2 separate regions of the Pan troglodytes genome follow, and region 2 is linked to region 1. A link is a contact called in public Hi-C data. All regions are on one chromosome and are shown on one strand. Each heading gives the region's core, a stretch centred on a gene start, on an enhancer-like site or on the middle of the called end of the contact. The rest is flanking DNA. Distances are from core to core; before and after follow the strand shown.

What was found. Hi-C and Micro-C count contacts between places; a contact is called where the count stands out from the background.
Region 2: a contact with region 1 is called in a Hi-C map of stem cell-derived neural progenitor cells, with 2.9 times the contacts expected there. The contact joins the promoter of AXIN2 here to the enhancer-like site in region 1. A contact is called at or near these places in 2 of 7 Hi-C or Micro-C datasets (induced pluripotent stem cells and stem cell-derived neural progenitor cells) and 1 of 1 datasets of contacts at active chromatin or transcription factors (stem cell-derived excitatory neurons).

Annotation. Positions count from the first base shown.
Region 1 is chr19:78,232,146-78,234,698 of NHGRI_mPanTro3-v2.0_pri, reverse strand. No RefSeq gene overlaps it. Among named protein-coding and RNA genes, the nearest start is that of RGS9, 110 kb to the right of the region's middle. Within about 2 kb of position 1,273, at least 8 of the 24 cell types and tissues checked have an H3K27ac peak or open chromatin away from gene starts, as enhancers often do. A contact at or near this core is called in stem cell-derived neural progenitor cells, where this site is marked.
Region 2 is chr19:78,549,014-78,551,566 of NHGRI_mPanTro3-v2.0_pri, reverse strand. AXIN2 (axin 2) reads left to right here and starts at 1,276. Exons shown (of 10, transcript XM_054670595.1): 1 at 1,276-1,474.

The sequences.
Region 1 (2,553 bases), core at 24-2,523:
AAGTGCAGCTCCAATCAGCCACTGCCAGGCCCAAAATCCTCCTGTGGCTCCCCAAGGCCTGTCAAATTAAGTCTAAACTCAGTTCAGCTCTGGGATCAACCTACCTTTACAATATTATCTCCTTCCATCCTTTTAATGAACCAAACTCCTTGTGGTTCTCACATTCGCCCCCATCCCCTCGCCACACTGTTGTTCTTGCCCTGCCCTCCAACTAGATGCTTCCTGTTTCTCTCTCTGTCATTTGAGGTCCAACCCAAATTCATCTAAGGACACCCTGATTGCACCGGTGGGGTGATTCTTTCCCTCTGAAATGTCATCATCTCCAGACAATTGATCACATTCTGCTTTGCATTATTTTATTTTTTATTTTTTATTTTTATCATTTTTTTACTTTTTTGAGACAGTCTCCCTCTGTCACCCAGGCTGGAGTGCAGTGGTACCATCTCAGCTCACTGTAACCTCCACCTCTCAGGTTCGAGCGATTCTCCTGACTCAGCCTCCCGAGTAGCTGGGACTACAGGTGCATGCCACCACACCTGGCTAATTTTTGTAGTTTTAGTAGAGACAGGGTTTCACCATGTTGGCCAGGCTGGTCTCAAACCCCTGACCTCAGATGATCCTCCCACCTTGGCCTCCCAAAGTGCTGGGATTATAGGTGTGAACCACCATGTCCAGCCTGCTTTGTATTATTTTAGTGCATTTTCATGCCCTGACAGCTGGGAAAGTCCTCAAGGACTGAAGCCATGTGAGCCATTCACATCCTCCGGCACCACCAACATAGTATATCCTCAATCAATGGGTGTTGAATGAATGCGTAAGTTACAAACGATGCTGAGACATGCTGAGCCAGCCCATTTATAAGCCACCCTCTTCTTAGCTCTGCTACTAAAAACACACACAGACCATCTCATTTGCACTTTTCTCTCAAGTCAAGCAGTGCATACACATCCCCTCATTACAGATCTATCTGACTCTTCTCTCTTCAGACCCAGATCTCTTGCCCTTAGGGTTTCCAGCCAACTCCCTCCGACTGGAATCACAGTCTCGGGGCTTAGTTGACTTCTGAGGGCCTTGTTCTCTGTCTTGCTGTCCCCAGCTCTCTGCTTCTAGGACAATCCCCAGGCCCAGGAGCAAAGCCAAAGCTTGGTCCCAAGGCAGTCCCCTTAGAACCAGCTAGAGAGCAAAAGAAACTCTGCCTTCTCTGAGATCAAAGCTTTGTGCAGCAGGATCACCGGTGGCCTAATGCCATGCTACCATGGCAACATGAATTTTAAGCATTCATCGGCAGAACCTGCCTGCTCTATTTCAACAACCCTGGAGTCAGCCTCTCCGGGGTGAGACTTCCCACAACAAGGGACAAGGGTGTGCCTGGGGAATCTGAGTCACTTTCTGGGGTCAGGCCAACCTGCCCTGGTAACTGACATCCTGAAGCCTGACTCCATAGGGGAGTGGGATGTCACACTTATGTTTCCAGGACAGAATGTGTTACTGGGGAAGACATGAGGGCACCAGCAACCTCAAGGGCAGAACCCCAACAAGGAGGCTAAAACAGTTTCCCACTTCCGTCCCTTCCAGGAACAGGCTCTTCTATGTCTAGGGATGCAAAGAGGACTGCATAGTCCCCAATCCCAATGACTTCACAAACTTTCAGAAAGATAAATCACATATTAAAATAATACAGGGTGGGTGTGGTGGCTCATGCCTGTAATCCCTGCAATTTGACAGGCTGAGACAGGTGGATCACTGAGGTCAGGAGTTCGAGACCAGCCTGGCCAACATGGTGAAACCCTGTCTCTACTAAAAATATAAAAATTAGCCAGGTGTGGTGGCATGCACCTGTAATCCTAGGTACTCAGGAGGCTGAGGCAGGAGAATTGCTTGAACCTGGGAGGTGGAGTTTGCAGTGAGCCAAGATCGGGCCACTGCACTCCAGCCTGGGCGACAGAGTAAGACTTCATCTCAAAAAACAAACAAACAAACAAATAAATAAATAAAATAATACAGGCTTGGTGCAGTGGCTCACACCTGTAATCCTAGTACTTTTGGGAGGCCAAGGCAGTCAGATCGCTTGAGCCTAGGAGTTTGAGACCAGCCTGGGCAACATGGAAAAATCCTGTCTCTACCAAAAAAAAAAAAAATTAGCGTGGCATAGTGGTGCATGCCTATATTCTCAGCTACACTGGAGACCGAGGTGGAAGGATCACCTGAGCCCAGGAGTTTAAGTGCAGTGAACCCTGATCACACCGCTGCACTCCAGCCTGGGCAACCAATGAGATCCAGTTTCAAAAAAAAAAAAGATACAAAGTGAAATGTAACAGATTCTCTGATTTCCTGTTAAGCTTTACACTGGGACCACTGATGCTGGTGGCACAAGACAAGCACCAAAAGCCCCACTGAGGCTGAATCATCTGGCACAGGCTAGGATACACCAGAGGACAGGCAGGGAGGCTCATGCCCCGCAGTCTCTCTGGTCATCCTTATCATCTCTGTCCTCCCAGGGTTAGGAGTTTGCAGGAGGACCAGAGCCCCTAACATTCTTGGCCTCTAGAAGAA
Region 2 (2,553 bases), core at 27-2,526, 320 kb before region 1:
AGTGGTGCCATCTTGGCTCACTGCAACCCCCCCACCCCCGTCTCCTAGGTTCAAGCGATTCTCCTGCCTCAGCCTCCCGAGTAGCTGGGACTACAGGCACGTGCCACCACACCCGGCTGATTTTTGTATTTTTAGTAGAGACGGGGTTTCGCCATGTTGGGCAGGCTGGTCTCGAACTCCTGACCTCAGATGATCCTCCAGCATGGGCCTCCCAAAATGCTGCGATTACAGGCGTGAGCCACCGTCCCCGACCCTTTGTTTTTTAAAAGGAAGAAAAGTTAATTATTCGCTCATAACATAAGGAATCATTCTATAGCAGCAGCAGAATAAATACATAATGCTCTGGGTTTGTGACATATTTTCTCATTTTAACGGAGAAGAGAAGGTTGTGTGTGCCTTATAAACGTTTTTGGGCAAATGTGGGAGAAATTCAAAGGTGACAATGGGGTGAGGAGTTTTCGATACATTAAAACGGCATGCATGCCTTGTCGTTTGGAGTGGGAAAAAAGATATTCCTATCGGTTTAATATGTAACATATGGCAGAAGAGGGGACTTTGGAAGAGTAACGGGTATGCAGTTGTTGGGGAGAGATGGCCAATGTGTGCCGCTATGAGGGTCTTATGGCCAGCAGGTTAGGAAGCTGGACCTAGGTCTTCAGGGCACTGAGGTATGCCTCCTAACTGGTGTTAGCACTCAGGCCTATACTGGCGGTACTGGCGGATTCACACCCCACTTTCACACATGCACAAACGCAATTCATCCACCAACTGCAGTCCTATATTTACCCGAACTCAGATGCACGTGCACAAGCGCGCACAGGCATGCACACGCCTCCAGCGGCTGGGCCCGATTCCGCCCTATGACAGCGGGCCAGCCAACCCCAGGGCCGGAACTCCCTTTATAAAGTCCTCCAAGCCCAAATTCCCAGGGAAACTTGAATAGAGGCAGAAAAGCGTTTGATGATAGAAAAAAAAAATCTGCTTGCTTGCAGTTCTTCTGATGGCCATAATGCTACCAGAAACTGTTGCATTCCAGAGCCGGGGAGAGCGAGGTCAGGCAGGGGGAGGAGGCGGGAGCAAAGAGGCCGGAGAACTTGAAAGAAGAAATCAGAACTCGGGCTGAGAACGCCCTCGGGGCCGCGGGGGGCTGGCAGGGGGCGGAGGAGAGGCCGGGGAAGGGTTAACGCGGGAGCGGAGCGTGCGGCGGGGGCGGGCCGGGGCGGGGCGGGCGCGGGGCGCTGTCCCTTTAAGGCGGGCGGCGCGGGCCGGCCGAGCGCGGCTGTGATTGGCGCGGCGGGATCACTGGCTCCGCGAGCCTGGCCCGGGGGAGTCGGCTGGAGCCGGCTGCGCTTTGATAAGGTCCTGGCAACTCAGTAACAGCCCGAGAGCCGGGAAATAAAAATAACCCCTCAGAGCGATGGATTTCGGGGCCGCCCGGCGGCCGAGGCGCCCGCCGAAGGCCCTGCTGTAAAAGGTGGGGGTGGAAGCTCGGCCCCAGCGGAGCCGCTTCAAAGAAAGTCCCCCTGTTACAGGGGGCGAGGTCGCGCCAAGCCGCGGCGTGGGCGCGGGGGGCGGGAGGGGGCCCGGCCAGGCGGAGGCCGGGCCTGGAGAGGGGCGCGGGCGGGGCGGCCCTGCGGAGCGGTGGCGGGGCTGCGGGGGGCGGCCCGGGGCGCGGCCGGCGCGTACCTCCCTTTCAGGACCGTGCGCTCGGCTCGCGCCTTTGAAGTGCACAGTTAAATCCACAGCGCAGTTTTTGTTGGAAGCGCCCGGAGGACATTTGGTGCGCCGAGTGACTGCTGGAAACAGGACCTGTGTTGAAAGCCGGGCCGGGCGGGGGCGCAGGGGCCGGGGGCGGCCGCGGCGGGGGCGGAGGCCCGCTCGGATCTTTTGCATAAAAGGGGCGGCGGGGCGCGCCGTTCCCCTCCCCGGCCGGTGGCTTTCGCTCTGAACCCGGGATTGTTGTTTCCCGCACCCCCTCCCCCGCCGCGCGACTCCCCATGTTCCCCGACGCCGCGGCCGGCCCGGGGGGGCCCGGGGCTGCCGCCGCGAGCCGAGCCGGGGGCCGGGGCCGGGCCCCTGCCAGGGGCGCCTGCGAGGTCTCGCCGCGGAGCGCGCGCGGGGATCAATGGTGAGTGCCGAGGCCGAGGCGGCCGGGCGGACCGCGCGCTTTGATGTGCGGGGCGGCCCTTTGAAGTTGGCAGGCCGGCTATTTCGGGGCGCGCTAGGGGCCGGCGCGGAGGGGAGCGGCGGACCCGGCGCCCAGCGTTCCGGGGGGGCTTGGCCGGGCAGCCCTGCGCGCCCTGCGCCGGAGCCCCCTCCCCAGCGCGGGGACCGGGTTGGCGGGGGGCCCGGAGAGGAGACTTATCCGAGTGGCGGCAGTGGCGGGGGCGGAGAGGGGGCAGATACCCCCCGGGGGTCGCGTCGCTGTCGCGGTTATGGATGTGAGTCGGCGTGTGAGTGCGCGCGGGAGTGCCTTTGGGAGGTGGGATGAAAGGGTAGCGGCGCCCCCCGCTTGCCCTCCCCCGCCCCCCGCCTCTCCTCCGCCCCATCCTC